2 separate regions of the Rattus norvegicus genome follow, and region 2 is linked to region 1. A link is a contact called in public Hi-C data. All regions are on one chromosome and are shown on one strand. The core of a region is the stretch at or near the end of the contact, and the rest is flanking DNA. Distances in the headings are between cores, read along the strand shown. Region 1 holds the start of Amn1 (antagonist of mitotic exit network 1 homolog). Region 2 holds the start of Resf1 (retroelement silencing factor 1).

Region 1 (7,239 bases), core at 2,948-5,447:
GATCATCCGTCTTGAGTTTCATGTGTTCTATGCATCTAAGGTAATTCAAGCATTTGGGCTAATAGCCACTTATCAATGAGTGCATACCATGTGTGTTTTTCTGTGATTGGGTTACCTCACTCAGGATGATATTTTCCAGGTTCCATCCATTTGCCTATAAATTTCATAAAGGCATTGTTTTTGATAGCTGAGTAATTTTCCATTGTGTAGATGTACCACATTTTCTGTATCCATTCCTCTGTTGAAGGGCATCTGGGTTCTTTCCAGCTTCTGGCTATTATAAATAAGGCTGCTATGAACATGTCTCTTTGTTGTATGTTGGGGCATCTTTTGGGTATATGCCAAAGAGAGGTATAGCTGGGTCCTCAGGTAGTTCACTGTCCAATTTTCTGAGGAACCTCCAGACTGATTTCCAGAATGGTTGTACCACTCTGAAATCCCACCAACAATGGAAGAGTGTTCCTCTTTCTCCACATCCTCGCCAGCATTTGCTGTCACTGGAGTTTTTGATCTTAGCTGTTCTGACTGGTGTGAGGTGGAATCTCAGGGTTGTTTTGATTTGCATTTCCCTTATGACTAAAGATGTTGAACATTTCTTTAGGTGTTTCTCAGCCATTCGGCATTCCTCAGCTGTCAATTCTTTGTTTAGCTCTGAACCCTATTTTTTTTTTTTTTTTTTTTTTTTTTTTTTTTTTTTTGGAGCTGAGGACCGAACCAGGGCCTTGCACTTGCTAGGCAAGTGCTCTACCACTGAGCTAAGTCCCCACCCCCTGAACCCCATTTTTAATAGGGTTATTTGTCTCCCTGCAGGCTAACTTCATGAGTTATTTGTGTATTTTGGATATGAGTCCTCTGTCAGTTGTAAGATTGGTAAAGATCTTTTCCCAATATGTTGGTTGTCATTTTGTCCCAACAACAGTGTCCTTTGCCTTACAGAAGCTTTGTAGTTTTATGAAATCCCATTTGTCAATTCTTGATCTTAGAGCATAAGCCATTGGTGTTTTGTTTAGGAAGTTTTCTCCAGTGCCCATGTGTTCGAGATTCTTCCTCACTTTTTCTTTTATTAGATTGAGTGTATCTGGTTTGATATGGAGGTCCTTGATCCACTTGGAATAAAGCTTTGTACAGGGTGATAAGCATGGATCGATCTGCATTCTTCTACATGCTGACCTCCAGTTGAACCAGCACCATTTGCTGAAAATCCTATCTTTTTTCCATTGGATGGTCTTGGCTCCTTTGTCAAAAATCAGGTGACCATAGGTATGTGGGTTCATTTCTGGGTCTTCAATTCTATTCCATTGGTCTATCTGTCTGTCTCTGTACCAATACCATGCAGTTTTTATCACTATTGCTCTGTAATACTGCTTGAGTTCAGGGATAGTGATTCCCCCGGAAGTCCTTTTATTGTTGAGGATACTTTTAGCTATCCTGGGTTTTTTGTTAATCCAGATGAATTTGCAAATTGTTCTGTCTAACTCTATGAAGAATTGGATTGGAATTTTGATGGGGATTGCATTGAATCTGTAGATTGCTTTTGGTAAAATGGCGATTTTTACCCTCTGTCCGTGGCTTAGTTGACTAAAGTCTTGAAAAACAGCATTTAAAAGTCACGAGTTTTCTATAGCAGAGCCATAAAGAGAGAATCCTACGTAGGGTTAGCCAGGCCCCTTCATGATCCTTTTTGAAGACCCAGTCTCCTCTACAATGACATTCTTACCGTCTTTATGTGTTGTACAGAATGTTCTTGCTGAAGGTCTCCTTAGCTACAGGGACTCCATCTTGTACATAGTCTCCATTTTGTATTAAACTAAATTCTAAGAAACAACTTGCTCTTTCCACCATCTTGGCACCTTTGGAGGCCTGCTGGGAAGAGGACTCCTAAAAAAAACAAGAATGTCTGGAAGGCTGTGGTGCAAGGCCATTTTTGCTGGCTACAAGCAAGGCCTCCAGAACCAAAGAGAGTGCACAGCTCTTCTTAAAATTGAAGGTGTTTATGCCCGAGATGAAACTGAGTTCTACTTAGGCAAGAGGTGTGCCTATGTTCACAAAGCAAAAACAATACAGTGACTCCTGGAGGCAAACCAAACAAAACCAGAGTGATCTTGGGAAAAGTATCTCGGGCCCATGGAAACAGTGGCATGGTTCGTGCCAAATTCCGAAGCAACCTTCCTTCAAAGGCCATCGGACCCAGAATTGGTGTGATGCTATGATGCTGTACCCATCCCAGATTTAAACTAACAAAGAATAAATAAATAAAAGTAGATTTGTGCTCTTGAAAAAAGAAAAAGTAAAAGAGACAACTGAATTTCCAGAAATTGCTTCTGGCCCCAGGTTCCCCATATGAACTGAGGTAGAGATGTCTCTACCTACCCATCCTTTGTTGGTTAGAACGATACAGGACTGAAGCCCAGAAGCTGCTCAAGAAGTTCTGATTGGCTGGTCTCAATCCAGGCCAAGTTATCAGGAAAGCCATCTGAGTTACTGGATGGATACTAATGCACTTCTTAAGGTGCCAGGTGTGAAACCAGTTGGAAACATACGATGTACGTACCCAATTGGTTTCCTCTATTCTTGACTGTACCCCACCTAATTTGTGGGTGTTTTGTTTTGTTTTTGCTTTCAAAGGTTGCTCTGTCCTTCTCTGCCCTCCACTACTGACACTGTATGGATTCTGAACCCAGCTATCTTCCCTGATATATTAGTTTTATGAATAAAGAAACTTTTGTTGGCTTGAACTTGGTTTTCATAGCGGATTATTCCCAAATTCTCAGACCCTAGCATTCTTGTCTGAAAAACAGGCCACAGATTTTCAATTTAGCGGGATTATAGTGAGTATGTCCTGTTGTGGGTCTAGGAATAGCCACACACTGACCACTGAAACACTGATCTCAGATATGATGAAAACTTACTGAATGAAAGGACTCAGAAGCTAGACTGTGACGCTCAGGGCAGGCTTTTTATAGGAAAACCAAGTACAGATGATAAGGGAGGAGCGATATTCCCTTGTGGCTAACTAGACAAAATATTATCAGCTGACATTTAACCTTATTTGTACTAATTGAGGTAAGTAAGGTAGTGGTTAGGGGTTTTCCAGAATATTGAGATAACAGAGCATGAGCAATACAACCATAAAGTTATGGAGAATATCATGTCAGCTACGAATTATTACTTCTACAAAGCGCAATCTGAGAACCTGAACTTAATTTCACCTTATGCACAAAATGGAGACTAAATACAAAATGGCTACAGTCATGTTTAAAGGAGCAAGCCCTAACATGTCTCATTCCTGAAATCATGCAAAACTGCACAGTTTAGCTCTTGCTTCAGGTATACTCAGTGGAGATAACTACTGCCGTCCTGTAAACCGTGTGTTTGACGTCGGTGGTGCCTGTATCTGTCTAGACACTTGATTTTCCTCATGGGATTCCTCATTGCAATGAAAGATCCCCGTTTGACATCAGTGCAGCCATCTCTTAAGTGTGAAAAACTTTAAGTTGGCCTCTGCTTAGCTAGATGCTAGACTATAGACCAGAAAGTACAGAAAGTACATTCCCATCTACTTTCCAGGAAGTCTGCCGGCCATAAGAACAGATGGTATAGATTGTGTCGTTCTGGGAACTACGGGGGGTGGGGGGGGACATCTGCCAAGTTAGATATCCTTGGTAACGAAATAGCTGTGCTGATATAGCTGTGACCTTGTAAGGTCTATATAAACTGTATATTTTTGCTGTCCGGGGCTCTTCACATCCCTCCTGCATGAGGACCGTGTCGAGCCCCAGTGCTATGGTATCCCGAGTTAACCTCTTGCTTTTGCATCAAGACATGAGTCCCGTGTGTTCGTGGGGTGGTGTCATTCTCAGGATTGGAGCAAGAGTCTCCTCCATTTGAGGGTCTTTCAGCAACAGCAAAAGCAAATGACCTGCCAGCAGCCTTTGCTTGGACAGCGACTTCAGGCAACGCTGGGGCAGGAGGAGCAGTAACTTGCAATGGCGGGCAGAAAGAACTACAAGTCCCAGGGGGCTTTGCCCCCGTTTTGGGTGCCCCTACATTTTGAGTGCCAGCTTGTTCTGCGCTGCCCTAAAAAGCTTCGCTGCGAGAGAGCTCCGGGCCTTCCTTTTCCGCTTTTAATGTGGTCACGCCTCGGGCCGACTCCCTGTGACGTCATTTGGATTTACCAGTCCTGCGCGACCGGAAGTTGTTTATGGAGGGCCGTAACTGCGGTCCAAGCTTAAGAGGGCTTCCGCGATGCCTTCGTCGCGAGTAGTCAGTCAACTTCTGGAACTGTGAGTCCTCCCCTGGCCAGCCCTCCTTCGTGTCCGCCCCAGCCCCCAGTCCTTTCCCTCACCTACTCATGTCCGGCTGGATCCTAGTCCTTGGCCCGGCCTTGCGCCTGGTCGCTGAGGACCGTGGTGCAGCGTGGGGCTGGTGGCTCCACCCGATGGATGGGCTCGGGTGTGCGCTGAGTATCTAGGCAGAACAAAAGAAACCTGGATCCGGGCTGGACAAACAAACCTCCGCTAATACCGGCGCGACTTGATAGCTTTGGAACCATGAACAGTAACTTATCTCTCCTGATACAGGAGAGCTTTCTAAAATTCGGGTAACAGCAGGGCATGGAGTTCACGCCTGTAGTCCCAGCCATCTGAAAACTGAAACAGGAAGATTGCCACAAATTCGAGGCTAACGGTGTAATGTTGTAAGACAAACACACCCAAGCCAATAAATAGAATCTTGAAAATTCGTGTATCAGTACCTATCTCAGGGATTCTTTGTGAGAATCAGCTTACTATATGTAAAACCTGAGCATGACAGCAAACACCGTTTGAGATGATCAAAAGTTCAAGGCCCTCTTCAGCTATATAGTGAGTTAGAGTCACGCCTCTGTGTTATTCGTTATTTCTATTTTTAAAAAAGAAAAACTCTAGGAACAAAAGCAGTAATGGTTTAAGATTGGAAGCCACAAAGACAGACTACTTGGGTTCCGTTGGTGAATCTAACAGTACATAAGCAAATGTTATTTCTTACCTAAGTTCCTGTGTTTTCTTCTGTATTGTTTTGTTGCTATTTATTTTTTTCCTTGAGACCATCTCATGTAGCCCATGCTGGCCTAGGACACACTGTGTAGCCAAGGATAAACTTCTGATCTTCCTGTTTCCATTTCCTGGATGTTGAGATTACAGACATACACTACTATTCCTAGTTTACCTAAACCTCCTGGGTACTAGGCATAATGCCAACTCACTTGCATCCTTTTTGTTTTGAGACAGAATCTTCTGGCACGGACTAACCTTGAACTTTTTTTTTTTTTTTAAGATTTATTATGTACACAGTGTTCTACCTGCATGTGTGCCTGAGGGTCAGAGGAGGGCACCAGATCTCATTACAGATGGTTGTGAGCCACTATGTGGTTGCTGGGAATTGAACTCAGGACCTCTGGAAGAGCAGTCAGTCCTCTTAACCTCTGAGCTGTCTCTCCAGCCTTACCTTGAACCCTTAGGCCTTCTGCCCCAGCCTTCCAAATGCTGAGATTACAGACTTGAGTTAGCACCAGCTTGTGTTTTGGCTTTGGTTTTCTGAGGACAGGGACTCAATGTAACTTAGCAGACCTCAGATTCATGTGGCAGAGAATGACCCTGAACGTTACAATCCTTCTTGCCTATGACCACAGAGTGCTGGAACTCCAAGTATGTCTGTGTACTTGTCTGTGTAGATAGAACTTAAAACCGACTTTCTAGAAAGCAATCTGACAATATTGTTACCATACCACAGAACAATATGGGTGCTTTTCTAAAGTGAAGTAACTAAGTGAGATGACCACTATGAAACTTGGAGCTGTTACAAAGAATGAAAATACTGAAATGCTTTGAAGGATTCTCATAAGAGATTGTTGAATGAAAAAGACAGTGGGTACTAAGAAGTGACTATCCTGGGATGTTGTTTAAGGGAAACTGAGACCTCCCTTCCCAAAACACCTATTATATGTTTGTGTGGGGTTGTGTTTGCAAGCAAAGGGGAAGGAAGAATATATCCTAGATTAACATAAGACACTAACAGAGTGTGCATAAGGTCAGAAAGGAAGATTGAAATAAGCAAAAAGGGAAAAGGGATTGTACTAAAAATGATCACAAGTATATGATTATTGTCATTCGTGAGATGTGTGTGTGTGTGTGTGTGTGTGTGTGTGTGTGTGTGTGGTTTGTAAACAGAATTTTGGGTTGCTTGACAAGTATGAGTTTCTCAGATGGCCAGAATTTGAGGCCATAAGACATGCTGGTTATGTTGCTTTAAAAGAGGCTAAAGAACTACCTATTCTGGTATATTGGCTTGTTTTGTGTGTTGACACACGCAGAGAAAGGAGCCTCAATTGAGGAAATGCCTCCATGAGATCCAGCTGTAAGGCATTTTCTCAATTAGTGATCTGGGGAGAAGGCCCAGGCCATTATTTGTGGTACCATCTCTCTAGGCTAGTGGTCCTGAGTTCTATAAGAAAGCAAGATGAGCAAGCCAGGGGAAGCAATCTAGTAAAGTGGCACTCCTCTGTGGCCTTTGTATCAGCCCTTGTCTCCAGGTTCCTGTATGAGTTCCAGTCCTGACTTTTTTTGGTGAAGAACAGCAGTGAAAAAGTGTAAGCTGAATAAACCCTTTCCTCCCCACCGTGCTTCTTGGTCTTGGTGTTACATTGCAGCGATAGAAACCCTGACTAAGACACCTGGTTTGTTGGCTTTTTTGTTTTTGTGGTGCTAAAGATCAAGACCAGGGCCTTACTGATCCTAGTACCACTAAGCTACATCCCCAGCAACCACTTTGGTTAAGTGGCATCTTTGTGTCTAGGAACCAAACAAACACATTAACAAGAAAAACAAAGCAAAACCCAGGTTTTTATTAATTTCTGCTTATGTGTTGGAGCTTTTTTGTTTTTGTTTTTTGTTTTTTGGGGGTTTTTTTTTGGTTTTTGGTTGTTGTTGTTGTTTTTGGTTTTTTTTTTTTTTTTTTGAGTGTTGGCTTTTTTTTTTTTTTTTCAGAGAAATGGCCAAAGTGGAAGGCTTTGACATTTCTGACAAAGAACAATAATGTGTAAAGGAATGGCAGGACAGAGAGGTGAGGGCTGGTTAGTAAGTTCTAGAGCTGACAGTGGGAGCTATAAGGAGAGGTATGAAGTTTGTATGCCCCAAGGCAACTACACTGCCCAAGCCCTAGGATTAAGGTTATTTCTGAACATTATTCAGGGAAGGAAGGCAT
Region 2 (7,239 bases), core at 2,848-5,347, 150 kb before region 1:
ACTAGATTCTTGGACTTCCCATTCATAACTGCCCATCGTCGGGTTAGCTGGACTGCACATTATAAATCATCACAATAAATTCCCTTAATATTTAGAGATATTCCATAAGTTCTATAACTCCAGAGAACCCTGACTGATAGTTGTCCTCTCAATAACCATCTTCAATTCTAGCTCCAGAGGATATGATGCCCTCCTCCAAACTCCAAGGGTACCTGCCCTCACATGCACATACCCCTTCCTTACACACTCTTTAAAGTCTTACTAGATTACTAAAAACTGAAACAACCAATCACATTGACCTTAGTGTATAAGCAGTCTGCCTCCACCAATATACATTAATTCTAAATAACTAGCAAGGCAAATCAAAACTGTCCAAAACAAGTAATTTTAAGTCACTGTTCCTCCTTAAAAAAAAAAAAAACAAACATTTCCTTCAAAGCAACGTTTGTTTCATTTCTAAATAAATCCAAGTCTTCCAATTTATACGTTTTAGTTTGTATGAAAATAAAAACTTCAGCCTCCTCTAAGACTGGCTAAGAACCCAAGGCAGAAAGCACATCTCAAAGATAGCTTTTATATCTTTAGTGTTGTTTGTTGGTATTTCACTGCACTCTTCATTTATTAGTTAATTTAGCATACCAAGAATTTTAAGTACTGAATACCTGCCTCCAAAAACCAGAAAAATAAAAACAGAATTCAGGGTCTACGGTTGTTTTCATTTGCACTTAGTTTGCATTTCTATGGGGGTCGGTACAGACTCTTCCTTTACCTCAACCTGACTGCTTCCTACCGCTTTGCATGGCTTAGTTTCCAAAGAAATGGGGAGAAAAGGCTGCTAAACCAAAGAGTCTTGATGTTCATCTTAATTATAATAAAGTTTAACAAGATTACAATTCCCTAAACAGCTAAATTCCTAAAATCAAAACACTGATCTCCTACAAGACATCAGAACTAATCAAACAAGGGCAGAGGAGGGATGGAGGGATGGAGAGGTGGAGGGATGGAGGGGTGGAGGGATGGAGGGATGGAGGGGTGGAGGGATGGAGGGGTGGAGGGATGGAGGGATGGAGAGGTGGAGGGGTGGAGGGATGGAGAGGTGGAGGGATGGAGGGATGGAGGGGTGGAGGGATGGAAGGGTGGAGGGGTGGGGGTTGGGGTGGGGGGGTGGAGACTAGGGCAAGTTTACTATAGCCAGGAAATGCACAGGGTGGTTTTAACCTCAGATAACCGGTTGAGAGGAGGGTTTCACAGTACAGATCTAATTCCAGCATTCATGAGGAAGAGCAGAAGAGTTTCAAGTTGAAGGTCATCCTTGCTGGACAGCAAGTTCAAGGCCAGGCTAGTTTCAAAATGTTTAAGGCAATAAAAAATATACTTACTTTAACCTAAACTCTATCAAGCAATTACTAAGTTCCAGGAGCTATTTTAAGAGTGTTCTAAGCAGTTGCTTGACTGGTTTGTTTGGGAATGGTTCTTTTAGACAAAGTTGCATTGTGTGGACTAGGCTGGCCTGGAGCTAAGAGATTTGCCAGCCTGTTCCCCCTTTTAACTTACCACAGTTCCACAGTTCGACTACTACTGCTATTGAAAGACCCCAGCTTAGCAGCAGTAACGCCATTTTGCAAGGCTGTACTTAAGATGACTGGTTCAGGGAAAGGTTAGAACACTTGAGTACACAGCGGCTGCCAAGCAGGATGTGTATGGTTGAAGGCCTGGCAACAGGACGACTGCGGTTGAGCGCCTGACAATGAGAAAAGCACCGGGAGAGGTCCCACACCCTGGTGGGGGGCCGAGTCAGCCGTTATGTTCCAGGAAGGTAGCTAGGAAACTTGCCCCCGGGCTGAACCCTTGGGGGGCCGAGTCAGTCCTTATGTTCCAAGAAGGTAGCTAGGAAACTTGCCCCCGGGCTGAACCCTTGCCACATTAGAATCCACCAATTATATCCCTGTAACCATGCATCTGCTTCTGTATGCTTGCTTCTGCTCCCCAGAATCCTATAAAAAGCCCATCCTTGGTTCTGTGGGGCGCGCCAGTCCCCCGAGTGACTGAAGCGCCCACAGGTGCCTGTGTATCCCGACAATAAACCAAATCCTCTTGCTGATTGCATCCTGTGGACTCGGTCTGGTCATTGAGTTGGAGGGTCTCCATCCCGAGGGAAAGTTCTCCCTGAGAACTTTTCACTATCCCATTTTACAGATGAGGAAGCTGGGCAGGAAAGTAAAATTCTTCGGAGAATTTACAGTGAGTGGTAGAGCCAAGTTGGAAGGGTCAAGTAAGACCTGAACCCAAGTAACATAACTGTAGGAACCACAGCCCCCATTAGCAGAAGAGGCTGGCAAGCCTTATTTATGGTCATTGACTAGAACCCCGGAGACCACTGAGTGTATCTGCTTAAAGACATGACTCAATAGTTAAGAGCACTTGTGGTCCTAAAAGAGGACCTAGGATAGGGGTTCCAGCATCAACATGTGACTATAACTGCCTTTAACTCCAGTTCCAGAGGATCCAGGCCTTCTTCTGTGCTCCACATACGCATACAGTTGTTACATGTGGGCAAAACACTTATGCCCATAAAATAAAGCAACTTAAAATACGTAAGAGACAGACCCTGGTACTACAGTCCCATCAAAAATAAGAGCTAGCCTCTGCCTAAGTAACTTTAATTCAACACCTACCACAATCTTTCCCACGGAAGCAATCTGGCCCAGAGTTCCAGCTCCAACACTGACAAAATTTAAAAAACAAAAACAAAAACAAAAACAAAAAAAAAAACAAAACAAAAAAAACCAGAAACAAAACAAAAAAATCATCTCTCCACTATCTCATTAAGGCAAAATTCAAACTGCTAAGTACCATATCAACATTTTTTTCCTTAAGCTTTGCCATCAAATCCACTGTGTCCCATTGGTTCTGTGAAGGTTTTGTTTGGTGAGAGTTGAGTCTTTCAATACGCATTCCTAGCAAAACTGGAATTTGGTATGTAGACAAGGCTAGCTTTAAACTCAGATCTGACTGCCTTTGCCTCCCAAATGTGGAAATTTAAAGGCAAGCATAGGCCGGGCCAAGTTCTGTAGGTTTGACCAGTGTTGATATTCTTTATTCCAAAATGAGTTACTCCATGGTATAATGTAGAACTAGGATAGGGCTTTATAAAAGACAGGCTTACCTGAATACAATTTTACCTTTTAGTCTCTCCCACAGTGAGTATATTCATGCCTCTAATCCTAAAAAAAGCAAGAAACATTTTTAAGAGTTAAGGTCTAGTCTATTTCCCTTAAAGTGGTACCGGGAGCATACTAAGTTTACTGAATTGGAATCCGGTGTGTTAAAAACAAAACTACTGAATTAGGCTATTTTCAAAATATTCCCTGCTAATAGAATTCAAGCGGGCCTCTCTAAGTCCTATAATACCAAAGCAGTAAAATATTTCTTTAGTTATTTTAGTGGACTGATAAAGGAGAACCTGATTAGGGCTGAGTGGAGCAGTAACTTAAGACCTTAGCATATCTGCATGTTAACAAGAAACAAACTTAAGATTCCCCTTAAACGTAACTTACTCAGCAGACAATTTAAATACCCACGCAAGTTCTGTACCTGGCCTACTGAAATGCACGCAAGCTCACCCACTTTACCTGTTTTTCCATTTTTCTAGGAAGGCACTCTTAATGCAAACAGCTTCGGAGATGCTGCGGGCCGCGGCGCAAACCCAGGCCTGGGCGCTCCTGGGAGGCAGTGGAAGGCAAATTCCACTGGGTCGCAGAGGCCAGGCGCGGAAGACCGACACAGAAAGAAACCGAAAAGCAAAACAAAGCTCTGCTTCTCCTTCCGAAACCGGAAGGAACGCGAAGCTGCAACAAGCCCGCCTGCCACCTCTGGCCAAGAACCGCAGACCGCGCCCGCTCAGCGCGCAGCGACCCCGCGGTATAGCGAGGGCCCGGGTGGCGGCCCTCCGCCAGAACAGAGGTGAACGAAACCCAGCCCCGAGTCCAGGGCGCAGAACAAAAGCCCGACCCGAAGCGGCCCTGCCGCACGGCGAGCGCTTACAAGCCAATAGCACCGAACGAGGCCTCAGACGAGCGTAGAGCGCGCAGAGGTTTGGTGGCGGCCTCTGTCGGGGCGGGTCTAGCTGGCTCCCCGCTCCGCCCCCGTGCGCCAGCGCCCGGGCTGAGGTCCTAGTGCCCGGCAGGTGCGCCTTCTGCAGTCTGAATGGAGAAGGAAGCTTACTTAGCTCTGCACACAGAATTCATGTAAGAATTGTTAAGTCCGAATTCCTCAGCCTCACTCAATTCGGGAAGGGCGGCGCCCAAGAACGACAAGAGACCCAGTTCGATGCAAAAGCAACAGGCTGTATTCGGGCAGAGTTCTGGACCAATACGTACCTCTCACAGGAGGCAAAGGGATTGGTCCCGAACTACAAAAGCACAGAGTTTTGGACAAGGAGCAGGGGAAAAGGATGGAGGGGTGATACATGATTGGTCCTCACGCTTATTCAAACTTAAGCAAGTTTTGAGCGGACAAAAGGGGTATCTGGGGTCCCACAGATGTTCTTTGTGGGTTTTCTTGGAACTCTGGTTATGAAAGGAAAATTATACGGATTTAAGGTTTAAAAATGTAAAATTAAAAGAATAAGTTTCGGGCTGGAGAGATGGCTCAGTGGTTAAGAGCACTGACTGCTCTCCCAGAGGTCCTGAGTTCAAATCCCAGCAATCACATGGTGGCTCACAGCCATCTGTAATGAGATCCGATGCCCTCTTCTGGTGTGTCTGAAGACAGCTACAGTGTACTTACATAGAATAAATAAATAAATCTTTAAAAAAAAGAATAAGTTTCAAAATTCACAGACTCAGGGCTAAACACTGTGAAAAACAAGCCCAAGCAAGTCCAGGCATGCTGGGGCCCGCCCTGCCGCTAGGACTAACAGACCATAAAGATAAAGAAAAGGAATGCAGGAACCAACCCAGGCTATCACGGCTGACTCATAAACCATCTAGCAGGAGGGCATCTCCCCCAGCTTACTCAGGGTGACACTTTAACCAGATGTCCTTCAAACCCTGATAAGCCCCTGGCTCTAAAATCCCGAACGCCCCAGTCAGCACGTACTCTTCTGCTGTGTTGTGATCTCACTGCTATGTTTGAATGAGCCAATCACTTGTAGCTGCGCCAACTCTCCCCATCCCCCTGTTCCTCACCCTGTAAAAACCCCTTGCTTCTAAAAGTCCGGGTCGACTCCTCTGTCTCCTTCGAGAGACACGTGTCGGCCTGGAGCTCCGCCATTAAAGATACCTCATGCTTTTGCAACAAGAAGTGTCTCAAGTGTTCTTCGGGGATTCCCAATATCCGAGACTTGAGAAGGGCTTCCGATTCGGGGGTCCAACAGTGACAGGGTGGAGGAGGTCATTTATGCCCTTGGAGTACAGCTATCTGATCTCATGATGCCTCCGAGTTCCTGGAACACAAACTTCCTGGTACACGGTCATATAAGAGTTAACTTGTACAGGCTGAAAGCCAGGTTCAGGCCTTGAGTGGGTAGGCAAGAGGGACGAGTTTTTGAACAACATTTCAGAATCACCTGAAGGCTTATGGAGTAAAACGCCAAGGGCCAGTGGAAATGTACTGTTGGGGTTAAGGAATCACCACACAAACTGAAAGGAGCAATTTGGCCAAATAGCCAAATGTGTTCTTTGCTTTTGCATACTATGAGTCTGGGGTATCATTCTTCAGCTATTCATGTTGGGAGCGGTGCCCTTAAAACCCTCCATTATTGATGTTAATATTATAGTTAGAACTAAGTATAACTGGGTTCATGGAAAACCCCCAGTCAGTTTCAGAAGACTCATACAAATCTGGTGATCAGTATGACTAGTGATATGACAAACTTCTGACCTTCCTGAAAAATACATCTGACATCAAGATGCCTAACAATAGGACAAACATGTGACCTTTCTGAACAACCAACATCCTGTTGACATCAACTGACTACAAGAGCACTATGTCCTTGGCCTTCATAAATGTTTCCCACTTCCCCCACTCCCTCGGGTTACCCCTGCTATGGTATAAATTCAGCCTTGGGAAAAAATAAAATTTGTTGCCTTGATCAGACTCTTGTCTTGGCATCCTTCTTTACGCCTCTTGTCCCCCATTCTCTTCCAGGTACCCTCTGGACCCTCATTGACTGTCCTGCAGGACAGGACACCCAACAAAGCTAAATGAACACTGATCTCAGTTAAGCAAGAATAGCTTACTGAACACATACCCTATTAATGAATGTACAGGCCGGCTGAAAGAACTGGGAAACATAATTGTAGTCCTAGTCTGCTTTTTATAGGAAAAACAGGTTCAAAAGTTTGAAGTGCAAGAAGGGGAGCAGTAGGCTTACTAGGCAAAGTATTACCAGCTACCCTTTAAGCTGATTGGTCCCAGGTAAGGTATGTATGGGATAACATAGTATGAGTATTATAATCGTAACTTTTTGTAATATTAGTAGCATTCTTCAATGTCAGCCACAAAAACCACAGGGAGCTCCAATCCAGTTGTACGAAGGACTGCACGATGATCATCTCTGACAAGCCATTTTAGACATAACAGTTCATACTAACCATTGATTTGATGGGTCCTACTTAAAGCTTTGTGGGATTTCTTAAGATTAGCAAACCTCATACAGAGCATTCAGAACAAAAGAAGGCACATGGCCAGCATATCACTACTCCAAGCCAAGTCACCTCTCGGTGTCAATGACTGGTGGGCATGTTATAGAAACAATATTAAATAGTTGGCAGGCATAAGACAAAAGGGATACAGCTCCTCTGCAGGGGAGGGCGTCAAACCATAACATTAGGGATTCAGTTGGGTGGGATGAGCCTGAAAATGCATTTCAGACAAGTTGCAGTTTTGTGAGGTGTGGAGGTTGTGTCCAAACCTGCATAGCAGGAGTTGCCCCATCAGCTATTTTTGCTATCACAGCACTTGGTGGAATTTTCCCGGCCAGGTTGGGAGTTCTGTTTTTGGCCTGATCTCAGTTTCACCTTTTAAGAGAGACCTGTGTTGGGCTGGAGAGATGGCTCAGTGGTTAAGAGCACTGTACTGCTCTTCTAAAGGCCCTGCGTTCAAATCCCAGCAACCATATGGTGGCTCATAAACATCTATAATAGGATTTGATGCCCTCTTCTGGTGTGTCTAAAGACAGCTACAGTGTAGTTATATATAATAAATAAAATTATGAAAAAAAAAGAGGGACCTGTG

Evidence for each region. Hi-C and Micro-C count contacts between places; a contact is called where the count stands out from the background.
Region 2: a Hi-C map of prefrontal cortex shows a contact between it and region 1, with 2.2 times the contacts expected there. The contact joins the promoter of Resf1 here to the promoter of Amn1 in region 1. A contact is called at or near these places in 3 of 12 Hi-C or Micro-C datasets (the A7r5 cell line, mammary epithelial cells and prefrontal cortex).

What each region holds. Positions count from the first base shown.
Region 1 is chr4:183,910,369-183,917,607 of GRCr8, reverse strand. It overlaps Amn1 (antagonist of mitotic exit network 1 homolog), which reads left to right and starts at 4,197. Exons shown (of 7, transcript NM_001008333.2): 1 at 4,197-4,283. The coding sequence starts at 4,246. It also overlaps a transcript of Etfbkmt not described here.
Region 2 is chr4:184,063,638-184,070,876 of GRCr8, reverse strand. Resf1 (retroelement silencing factor 1) reads right to left here and starts at 4,097. Exons shown (of 5, transcript NM_001427734.1): 1 at 3,633-4,097; 2 at 3,167-3,224.